2 separate regions of the Mus musculus genome follow, and region 2 is linked to region 1. A link is a contact called in public ChIA-PET data. All regions are on one chromosome and are shown on one strand. Each heading gives the region's core, a stretch centred on a gene start, on an enhancer-like site or on the middle of the called end of the contact. The rest is flanking DNA. Distances are from core to core; before and after follow the strand shown.

Region 1 (5,508 bases), core at 1,499-3,998:
TAAAAACTTGATAGTTTTCACCTGCCATACTCAGGAGAGTTCTCAAGTCCTACAGTGACCTTGTAGGTAAAAGGACGGCACATAGCTCTGCCTGTTTTCCAGCCAACTCAAAGGAGTTAGTTCTAAATGCCATCAATCATCCCTCTCAAACTTGTATCTCCCCTAAGTAGGCTTAGCAAACCTGCAAACTTCATTTGAATCATTACTGATGACAGTTTTTAGACACACCAGATCAAAGATAGAGCTCTGAGCCCATGAGAAAGTTCTCTCTGCTCAGTGGGTAATCAGCTTACCCAGTGAAAAGCCCAGGTCAGCTCAGTACTATTATCTACTCCATAGGCTGGTGCTCTGTCTCCACAGAGATGTAAATTCACAGATGTAAATTCAGTGACATCTTGTGTCAACAGGGCTATTTTGGTTTTCTCAGACTGCAAAGATTTTTCTGACATCTACAAGTCATGTGGTGCTAATCTGGTTTACATTGCCAGACACCAAAATACCAAACTTGCCATTTAATTTTTTGGAATTGCCTTTCTCCTTTCTGTTGGGACCATTTTACAGTGAGCATACTCTTACCCTTTACCCTTACCCTTTCAAGCTCCCATCAGCCTAAGTGTCAAGGGGTTGGGAGGTTTGCCAGACACAAATCATAAGGAGGGAAAAATCTGCCTGATGAAAGCAGTCTGACTAGTTATTTTCACCTTGGGTTCCAATCGTAAGGTGGCTCTCTGCAGTTATCCTGGCTGAGGAGCACTGTCTCTGGACCAGTCAGTAGTTGGACGGGTCCACTTCCTGCTGAGTGTTGCGTGTGAGCATATTTCAGGGTCTCCAGCCAGTCTGTCCCTTCCTATCCTTGCTGCCTCCCTGCACACTTCACGCAGAGTTGTAGCTCACTTTCATTTTGAGCCTGACCAGGAGCAGGTCTATATGCTGTCAACAGGCAGCAGTCTCAGGGACTGGTAAGTCATAGCTGGAGCTGAGAGCCAGCAGAGATGTCTGGCTACCACTGTAACAATGGTCCGTGATCTTTCCCTGCACTAATGACACGCGTGGGTTCCAGAAGACACAAGGACAGGTGGCACAGACCTCACTGGGCCCTCGGGTTTGGAATGGCCGAGTGGCCCTGAAGGCAAGGTCTGTCAGGAGCATGAACACCTTCTTTGTGCACAATCGCTGTGATCACTCCTTCTCAGACATGAATGACCACATGTCCACCACTGGCTTGACAATGAGTCAGGTCTTCACAGGTCTTCTCTGAAGAGTCTTCTATTGCTGAAAGTGAGCAACAGGTCTGGCACTTCAGCCACCCAGTGCCACTGGTCAGAGCTGGCTTCTATATTTATGTATTTTTCAGGGCTGAGAAGACAAGTGTGTGTTTACTGCTGACTGGCCTGGTATAGGCTTATCAGAGAGTCTGTGAAGGACCTGCCCTATGGAGCTATGGTAAAGGGAATGGTCGGGAATCCACCAGCTCCAATTTCCCACATAGCTGATGACCTTGTGTGTTACACAAGGACAATGTCTGGGACAATTTCTCCCCATCTAAAAGAGAGCCTGACATACACAGTAGCCCAAACTGAGGTTAGGCGGTCAGGCTCAGTGATGTGAGCTCCTTAAGGAAGTGGCTCAGTTTCCCAGCTGAGGCAGAGCCACCAGCAGGCCACAGAGCTGCATCCCATCATTACCAGATGCCAGGTTGACAGCAATTTGTATGGGAAACTTATGAAATGCCCCATGGAGTTTTCTAAAAAGCCGTTCCTTTAATCCTTGCTGCCCCCCCCCAGCCCACTGGGTACCTTCCTCCTGACCCACAGAGGGAACTGTCTAAACCACTGTGGAGTGTCAGCTTAGAGCACAGTGAGGCGTCCAGTCCAATGTCTAAGCCATCTTTTGCTCAGGTTTGCTTAGAATCCAACCATGGGTGATTACTGTCCCACGAGAGAGACTGTTCTGCTTGCTCTGCTCTGTCTGTCTGTCTGTCTAATTCTGAGACAAGGTTTCATAGCATAGCCCTGGCTGTATTAAACTATGTAGTCCAAGCAGGCTTCAAACTTGTGGCAATCCTTGTACCTCAGCCTCCTGAGTTCTGGGGTTACAGGTACCAGAGAAAACACCAGCTCCTTTGTAGTCTTTCACAACTATTTATTCAGTCATTAAAGTTCCCCAAGTGGAATATCCAATGGTTCTTTTCTGTGGCCGAAGTGAGGGCCTGAGACCACAGAATCTACAGGGCACCAGGGGGAGCCTCCCTCTTTCTTCCTCCCTGGGTTGGGTGTGCATTTGTGCTAGTGTCCAGTCCTCTCCCACCATGGGAGCCAGCCGACTAACTCAGTCAGCTGCCTTTCATCACGGCCCACCATAGGCGTCAGGAGCCTTACTCAGCCTCCTGTGACATGGTGAATGAAGCCAGTGGCTGGCTGACCAGAGGAAGGGAACATGGATGGAAAGAGACACGGTCACTGTCAGCTGACAACAGGTGGACTGTACTTTTCCCTCCCATGTGTTCTTCAAAAAACAGACCACACCTCGAGGGAGGAAACCGGCACACAGAGACACAGTTCTTTCCTCGTTTTCCTCGTTTTTAAATACTTTTTTTAAGTATCTCTGATGACCTGTACACTTCTACCTGCCTCGAGGTAACTTTCACTCCAAGAAGCTAGCAAAATGGCGCCTTTGTTCTCCACTCCTGACTCACCTCCCCTGTGCTACACATCAAAGACAGACACTCATCCCAAGGATTCGCAGCGGCACCTTCAGTGACAACTGCTGCTTTGCTCAACAAAGACTGTGGTTTCTTTAACTTCCCTCTAGTTACGAGTGTCAAAAACAAATGGTATTTTGGGTTTTTAACTTCCCGAATTCTGATGTTCATAGATGGAGATGCCCACCCCACCTCACAGAGATGGCGGCCCCACCCCATCCATAGCTGGACTGCCCTTCCGTGCTAGGTCACATGCACACTTGGATGTGAATGGCAGGGCCAGCGCTGCTCTGCCTCTCTATCGTGAGCGTGAGCAGGACGGTTGGCTGTTCCTGCGGGCTCCCCTCCCCCAGTGCTGCTGCTGGACTGCCCCTGTGGGAAGAGCAGCTCTTGTCTTCCTGATCTGATCCTCTCACCTCCTGGTTAACGGGGGCTCTACTGTTTACATGCTCAGGAAAGGGCCACCTCCCTGCCTACTCTTCCAGCACCGTTAGGGTTGGGTGGTCCAGCCCAGCGGTAACTGGGCTGACTAAAATGAAGTTAGAAGTGAACAGGAAGAAAGTATAAATCTTATTTATGGTCCAAGATTGTGTACCTTGCCAGGCCCCCTCATAGCATCCCCCTTATAATCTTGCGTGGGGGTTAGAGGACAACTTGTGGGAGTCAGTTCTCTCCTTCCTCCATGAGACTCTCACTCAGGTCATCAGGAAAGGTGACAAACTCCTTCCCCATATTTTTTTTTTTTCTGATTTTTAGCATGAGTGTGGTATCAAAAATACCTGGTCAAGGAAAGACGGTGCTGGCCACGGCACTCATGGCTCACAGCAGCCAGGGCCCCCTTAACATCCCAGGGCAGCGGGGGAGGGACTCACAAACCCAGCCCTAGCTGAGGAACGACTGGCAGGTCACAGCTGCGAGGGAAGAAAGTAAGTCTTCTGTCACGGTGTAAGCAGGAGTCCAGCGCCCATGCTCCGGAACCCCCGCCCCGCCCATGCTTATGCGTGTGGCCTTCATTAAACTCCGTGGATCACTGGGAAAAACCCATGAAAGTGGGACAGGGTAAGAGAAGGAAGACGGGGCTAGGGTGATCCAAATAGTTTATGTACTTTATAAAGCTGTCAAAGAATAAGTAAAAAGTATTAAAAAGAAGAAAATATGGGGGAGGCAGAGGGAAGAGGAAACAGTTCTTGAGATAGACACTTTAGTACATTTGTGTCTGGTTACAAAAAGGACATTATTTGACAGGCTTTATTTATGCTTTGATAAATTCTCATATATATAAGACCATGTTTTCCTTAGTTCAAGTTCCCTTTCCACCACTCTCCAGGCTACAGGGAGCCCCTCCAGGCATCTCTGGGGAGCCTCTCTGATCTATCCACCGTTCAGTTTGCAGCTGCTGCCCACCACTCTTCCCTAGCACGTGTCTTGCTACAACAGGGCTGCTTCTCAGTATTGTGTCCCCCACAGCTTGCCTGCAATAGACAAGCCAGTGTTTGTGGACTTGACTTGGGGCGGGTGCAGTTCTTATCAGAACAGGAAGGAGCTAGACCATCTAGAGGCATGCATGCCCTTCTTCTCTCCCTGAGCTGCTCCAGAGTCCTTCACTTCCCCGTGGTACCCTTTCTCTCTTCCTACATTGCTGTCCAACATCTCAGGGTGCTTCTTCAGCCATTCTGGGAAACAGAGCAGGACTCACTGCCCAGACCGTCTTACCCTCTTCTCTGCATGTCTGCCTAAAGGAGGCAGGTGGAGACATCTTGTCCCTTGGCTTCTTGGGGTCACCTTTAGAGACCCTGATGTGTGGCTCTAGCCTCGCCCTCTTCAATGGGAGACAAACCTGCAAAGGCGCCTGGAAACAGGATGGGTTCTGAGAACTTGTAATCTCAGACCCAGCACAGGTACAGAAGCAGCAGCGATGGTGTTACATCTGTGGCTGTGACAGGATGCCTTCACGTATGTACATTTTCTTTGAATGTGTGGCTTATGAAGTCATGGGATTCAGGCTCACAGAGACCTCTCAGTTGCTGAGATTAAAAGTGTGCACCGCCACGCCCAACCAAGACTGTCTTATTATTCTACAGTAACATGCCAAGCGTGTGCATTACAAATACAGCCTGTGAGACCCTCGATGTTCTGCACCTAATCAGGAATGTTGAAACACAAGATTTGGGAAATAGGTTAGCAAGAGAAGAGGATGGGGGTGGGTGGAGAAAGGCAGGCCGGCCTCACGAGGTCATGTCATATCACAGCAGAGAGAGGAAGAGCTATAGCTCCTTTAAAGTGAGACTGTCAGCAGGTTAACCTGACCCCTGTCATTCTGGGAGGACCAGGGAAAAATGACTCACTAAGAGGAAAAGCCTGGGGCTAGAGAGGTGGCTCAGCGGTTAAGAGCATTGACTGCCCTTCTGAAGGTCCTGAGTTCAAATCCCAGCAACCACATGGTGGCTCACAACCATCTGTAATGAGATCTAATGACCTCTTCTGGTGAGTCTGAAGCCGGCTACAGTGTACTTACATATAATAAATAAATAAATCTTAAAAAAAAAAAGACAAAAAGTCTACAGCCCAAACTGCTGTTTCCACATTCCCCTCTGCTTGCCTCAAACCGCCCAAACCAAGGTCTCGCCTGTAAAGCCGTCCACAGGTGAAGGCGCCAGAAGAACAGGACTCAGCGCTGCACAGGGGAGGAGTCACATGACAGTCTCCGCGTTTCTTTCCACCAAGATGGAGGACTATTATTGTATTCTCAAATCTGTCATTACTAGGCTCTAACAAATACCGAATTATTTAGGCTTTTCTTCTGAGTC
Region 2 (5,508 bases), core at 1,292-3,791, 84 kb after region 1:
ACACTAACAACTACAGTAACCATAGTGTCAATTCACGACTGAGACTCAAGCCTGTGAGAATAACAGCAGACCAGTTTTGCTGAGCTGGAAAAGCTCCTAGATTAACACTCAAACTACCCAGAGGCCCTGCAGGACCAGTGTCTTCTGGGACCATAAGAGGCAGCCAGAAACGAGAGATGGCTCTCATCTCTCTGCCTACTGACAGACTGTGGTGGAATAAGCAAATTCTTTTTAGTCTTTGTGCCATGTTCCTAGCAGAGAGCTCCTAAGCCCCTGGGATTTCCTTTGTGTAAGAAGTGGCTTCTCCCACACAGTCTGCCCCTTTCCACAGCTTCTGAATTGTGCTGCCAGGGTCCTTAGGGCAGAACCCTAGACAGCCTCAGAGGGAGCCAGAAAGACCAAGACAGTAGAGGGTGGGAACTTCCCTCCACCCATGTCCAGGAAGGGGTGGGAGGAGCTGGGGATCCTCCTGCATCACAGGTGCATGATCCACACCCAGATTTGCATGTGGCGCTTACAAAGCAAGCACTTTCCCAGTGGACCCATTTCTCCATCCCTGTCACTCCACTTTCTAACTAGATCTTAAATATGAACAGCCGAAGGCTCCGGTTATGCAAAACCCCTAATATCAAAATCAGAAAACAGCAAGTAGAAAGAATTCAAAAGAAACAAATTCTACAAAGCAATGAAATCTTGGGGGGAAACTGGAAGTTATTCCTCAGTGTTACAGGAAGATAAATCACCATGGCTATGAAACAAAAAACAAGACACCAAGAAAAATGTACAGTTGGGTAGTTAAAAGAGAGCTAGTTACAGTTAACACTGAGACAGCCAAAATATTTACTTAAATAAACAACAAGCCAACAGCAGAAGAGCTCAGTCTCTTGGTCAGTAAAAAAATGTGGACTACAATTATGGTACGTGGTGTGTCCCTTAGCCCGACAATGAGTAAAACGAAAAGGACTCTGACACTCTTGGAGGTGAGCTACCCTGTCAAAAGGATACTCCTACAACTCCAAGAAGAGGAACCAAGGCTTCCTACCCACAGCCACAAGAGTGAGTCACTCTGGAAAATGAGTCTTCAGGTAACTCTAGTCCCTGCTGACAGGAACAGGATCAATACTTTGCTCTGAAATTCCTGACCAACAAAAGATATGGCAGCAATCTTCAACAGCTAAGCACGATACCCTTCAACTCAGATTCCAACTCCAGACATCACCAAACAGAAGCATGTGTCTGTCCACAGCACAAGAGGTACAGGGGGCCATAGAAACTGGAGGAGTGTGGTGTCTTGACTTGCCACAATACTACACTACTAACGACGAGACTGACTAGAGCTACATTGGGCACCAAGGAAACAGCTAAACAAAGGACAGAAACAAACCAGACACAGCCTGTGCTTCACTATGTGTGGCTCAAACTGACAAACTAAACTGGGGTATTAAGTCAGGATCGTGTTGAAGAAGTAGCAACTGGGGGGGCAGCAAAAACGGGGCTTTCCAGGGGCAGGTGAGGCTTTACCTTGTCACACAGAAGGTGCTGAGTGAGGAAGACAGCTCTACTTTGAACCATATATTAAAAATTCAAAATAGAGCATAAACCCAAATGGCAAACCTAAAATAAAATTTCTAGAAGAAACCTACATAGGTCAGAGATTTCTCAAATACGCACAACATAGGAAGATTTTTCCAAAGAGTACACAGCATAGGCTATTTATAAACTGGTAGATTTTATTTCATTAGAGTATTTAACTACACTCTTCAAAGGTCACTATTATAAAAATCAACAGAGATAAACTTGGGGAAGTATCTGCTAAATGCACACCTAAAGAACTGGTATGAGAATACAAAGAACTCTCAAAGAACTCTTATAATAATAAGAAAGTCACAAATCTAAGTACAGGTGCACGGAGAGACTTGAAAATACACGAACAGCAGCTGAGCACATAAAAAGCAGCCAATGCCAGGCCTGATGGCACACGCCTTTAATCCCAGCACCTAGAAGACAGAGGCAGGTGGATTTCTGTACCTAGTCTACAAAGCAAGTCCAGGACAGCCAGCTAGACTACACAGGGAAACCCTCTCTAGTGGTTGGGGTCGGAGGAGCAGCTCAATACAGCACTGGATTAGGGAGATATAAATTAAAACATGGACACAACAAATACAGCATTATAATGTGTGTGTGTGTGTATGTGCGTGTGTGTGTGTGTAGATATCTGTATCTATATATCTGTATATCCATATATACTGATAGATAGATAGATAGATAGATAGATTGGTTTTTTTTTTTTACATAGATATGATCCACGGACTGAAGAGATGGCTCAGTGGTTAAGACCACTGGCTGCTCTTTCAGAGAACCTGGGTTCTGTTCTCAGTATCCACACAGTGGCTCACAACTGTCTACAACTCTAGTTCCAGAGGACATGATGCCCTCTTCTGGCCTCCACACGTGTGCTTGAATAACTGCAATGCACAGAACACGGAGATGGGCCCCTCCTCACCCTGGAGCAGTTCTAAAAACTGATTAGAACTCACTTTTCAAAGACCAATTCACCATAAAACATTAGCACATCTTCTAGGTTGTTTTCTCAGTTAAAGCACGCAGTGGAATAAAAATCACTTTCATGAATCAACTTCCTGTTCCTTATTTTTATCCTTCCTTAGAACTCACGTGCACATTTGCACCGCCAGCCATCAAGTCCCCCAACGCGTAGTTTCCTACTTCCTTCCTCTGAGCTCTGAGAATATTTACTTATTGTTGACAACTACACCATTTGTCGAAGGAATGACAAGATAAGGACTGAGCTTCCACCTTATCTGCACTCAATACTAGCCACAGACACGACATGGGAAGACAACTGCTAAAGCGTGTGCTGTAGGGTAGTGGCATTCATATCCACTACATAGTAGGACTACTTTCCTATCAACATTTACCCAACAATTCTGATAAAAATACGGTTTGTGGCTCACACAAAACAGTTATTCAACAGGATCACTAAATCCCCTTACAAAAAAAGAACAACCCGCCTTCCCCTTTCCTTAACTTTCAGATATCGGTAAGAATTCTTCCTTAAGTTCCGTATTAGAGCCAGGCTGCCCTGCATGACAACTTGCTACACAGTTAAATGTGATGTTTGGAGCTCAGGAATAGGCTCAGTGGGTAACAGTGCTAGATGCACAAACAACAGGACCAGAATTCAAATCTCCAGCCGTCACGTACAAGCTGGGGGTGGCTCTGCATACCCATCACCCAGCACTGTGCAAAACAGACAGGAGGACCTCTGGGTCCTGATGGCTGCCAGTTTACATGCAGGTTCTGTGAAAGACTCTGTCACAAGGGAATGAGGTGGGGATTCACACACAAAAAGTGTTCCTATGGTTTGAAATACGCTTTACTGTACTGTTTAGGAAAAAATAAATGCGAGTAGATAATAGTAATTCGTAACTCTCACTTGGGCCTAGGAGCTTCAGAGACAGGAAGACAACTGTCAAAGCTGGTTCTGGATGCTCCCAGCCACCCTCTTACCAGTTTTACTGAAAGAATATGTTATCACTTAGTAACATTTCAGCTCTTTTAATAACACTCAAGCCTCATTTAATAACAATTTTAAGTAGAATTACAGGTTTTACCAAGTTCCAATACCGCCATCTAGTGGCTCCAGGTGTGACTACAGGCAGAGCTTAAAAACTGCCACTTTAGGTTACTAATTTATCACTAATATGCAAACTTACACCATCTAATAAACCTAGGTAAGAATATCTAGGTGTTTATTCAAATTCAGTGAACTTCTGACATCTGACTTCAAGAGTATTTTAAACGCATATCTTTATCAACTCATTTTTTTTCTTTCTTTTTTTTTTTCTATTTCTTTTTTGTTTTCTTCTTTTCTGTTTGTTTTTTGAGACAGGGTTTCTGTGTTGCCTTGGCTGTCCTGGGACCAGCTCACTGCACCAGGTTAGCCTCAAACTCATGGAGATCCGCCTGCCCCTGCCCCTGCCCCTGCCCCTGCCCCCACCTCTGCCTCCCATGTGCTAGGATTAAAGGCCTGTGCCACCATGCCTGGCCTTGCAACTCACCTCTTAATGTCAGGATTCTCTCACTCTGTTCATATTTATCAAGGTTTTCTACAAGTGTGTACTTTTCAAATTTTAAAAATCATCTTTGCTCACAGGAAAGGAATCAATCCCCCCGATGACACAGAAATATTGTCTCCGGCTTTTTGCAGGTAGTCTATTAACTAATGGAGGCCCCTACATTGCAGTGAGTGCCGCACGTTCTGCTGGACTGTGGTGGGCTTCCTGGGAACAGCCCAGCCTCACTGGGCTCTGGTGAGTGAGTCTCTCACTCTTTAGGCCTATTCGTGAATCCAGATGTAAAGCAAGTACAGAGCTAGGACTGTCAGGGGCAAAGGGGTTCACTCAGCTTCACACTAATGCTGGACACTCTGAGGTCATGCCTGCCCTCTGCTTCTATTCTGAGCCAGACTTAGCCCTGCCCAGGGCAAATACTCCATGGGTACTGAGTGCTGCGGCTACTCAGTATGCCCAGGCTAAAGCAGTGTCCCGGGTTACACACATGTGCCACTGTGGGGAGCGGGTGTGGCGGTAGTGCCAAGATGGCGCCAGGACAGCAGCCAAGTCTTATGACTTGCACCTGACTTCCTCATACACCTGAAAATAAGCCACATCCATCATGAGAGCTGCGCAGGTGCACCATGATGCAAGATCAGGCCATTTGACGAAGGCCAATGAACTGAGATTACACGGACTGGGCTGATGGGACGTGGTTGAGGGGTTATATAAGGGATTGTGATTGGGGGCTAGGAGAGATTCCTGCTTGCATGTTGAAAGGTTCCTGAATAAACTGCTTTGAGAAGAACGCTGTGTCGTCGCTCTTTTCTGCTGGTTGGGGACAGAAGCGACATGCCACCATGCCACCTCCCTATCATAGCAGCCACCTAGGCTAGCCCTCCCCATCCTCCATTCTTAATTGTTCTTTCACAGGGCACCCTTCAAGAGCTGAGAACAGTTCTCTGGTCCCAGCTCCTCCCCCGCTCCAGATGATCACGCCTGTCTGCTATTTCTCTGGCTGGGAACACATCCTCATCCTGTTCTTTATGTTCAGAACAAAGCCTGCTGCCCTGTAATCGTGACCAACAGCCACACAGCAGTGGTAACTGGCAACTACACCATGATGCCACTTCACAAAATGCCAACAACCAGTCAAGCGCCCAACCAAGCTCCCCAGGCCCGAGAGGAAAGCCACTGGATGCTGTTTTTGTGTCCTGCTTTTCATGTATTTGTGACAGAACCTAGAATTCCACCTTGCAGGCGTACTGATGTTATTGCTACCACTGCTCCTCTGAGGAGCCAGTTTCACTGCTGTATCCAACATGCTGCAGCCTTAGAAAACACAAGCTGCCAACTATCGTCACACTTCCCAGCCTTCCTACGACTACTGATGGGCTGAAGAGATGGGCTAGCTGGTTAAAGTGGAGATCTGAGT

Evidence for each region. ChIA-PET counts read pairs in DNA pulled down with a chosen protein or histone mark.
Region 2: an RNA polymerase II ChIA-PET map of CD8 T cells shows a contact between it and region 1, with 5 times the contacts expected there. The contact joins two enhancer-like sites. A contact is called at or near these places in 3 of 15 datasets of contacts at CTCF or cohesin (CD8 T cells, the G1E-ER4 cell line and embryonic stem cells), 37 of 484 Hi-C or Micro-C datasets (B cells, CD4 T cells, CD8 T cells and 22 more), 19 of 115 datasets of contacts at active chromatin or transcription factors (CD8 T cells, DN3 thymocytes, the HPC-7 cell line and 11 more) and 4 of 9 other capture datasets (adipose tissue, embryonic stem cells, liver and 1 more).

Annotation. Positions count from the first base shown.
Region 1 is chr14:122,011,136-122,016,643 of GRCm38.p6, reverse strand. All of the region lies in intron 8 of Ubac2 (ubiquitin associated domain containing 2), which reads right to left. Among named protein-coding and RNA genes, the nearest start is that of Gm52103, 17 kb to the left of the region's middle. Within about 2 kb of position 2,748, at least 113 of the 459 cell types and tissues checked have an H3K27ac peak or open chromatin away from gene starts, as enhancers often do. A contact at or near this core is called in B cells, CD8 T cells, CD8 central memory T cells and 21 more, where this site is marked.
Region 2 is chr14:121,926,699-121,932,206 of GRCm38.p6, reverse strand. The region is part of intron 4 of Ubac2 (ubiquitin associated domain containing 2); the gene reads right to left. It overlaps Gm46485 (a long non-coding RNA gene), which reads right to left. Exons shown (of 2, transcript XR_001781471.2): 2 at 1-5,508. Among named protein-coding and RNA genes, the nearest start is that of Gpr18, 14 kb to the right of the region's middle. Within about 2 kb of position 2,541, at least 101 of the 459 cell types and tissues checked have an H3K27ac peak or open chromatin away from gene starts, as enhancers often do. A contact at or near this core is called in B cells, CD8 T cells, CD8 central memory T cells and 21 more, where this site is marked.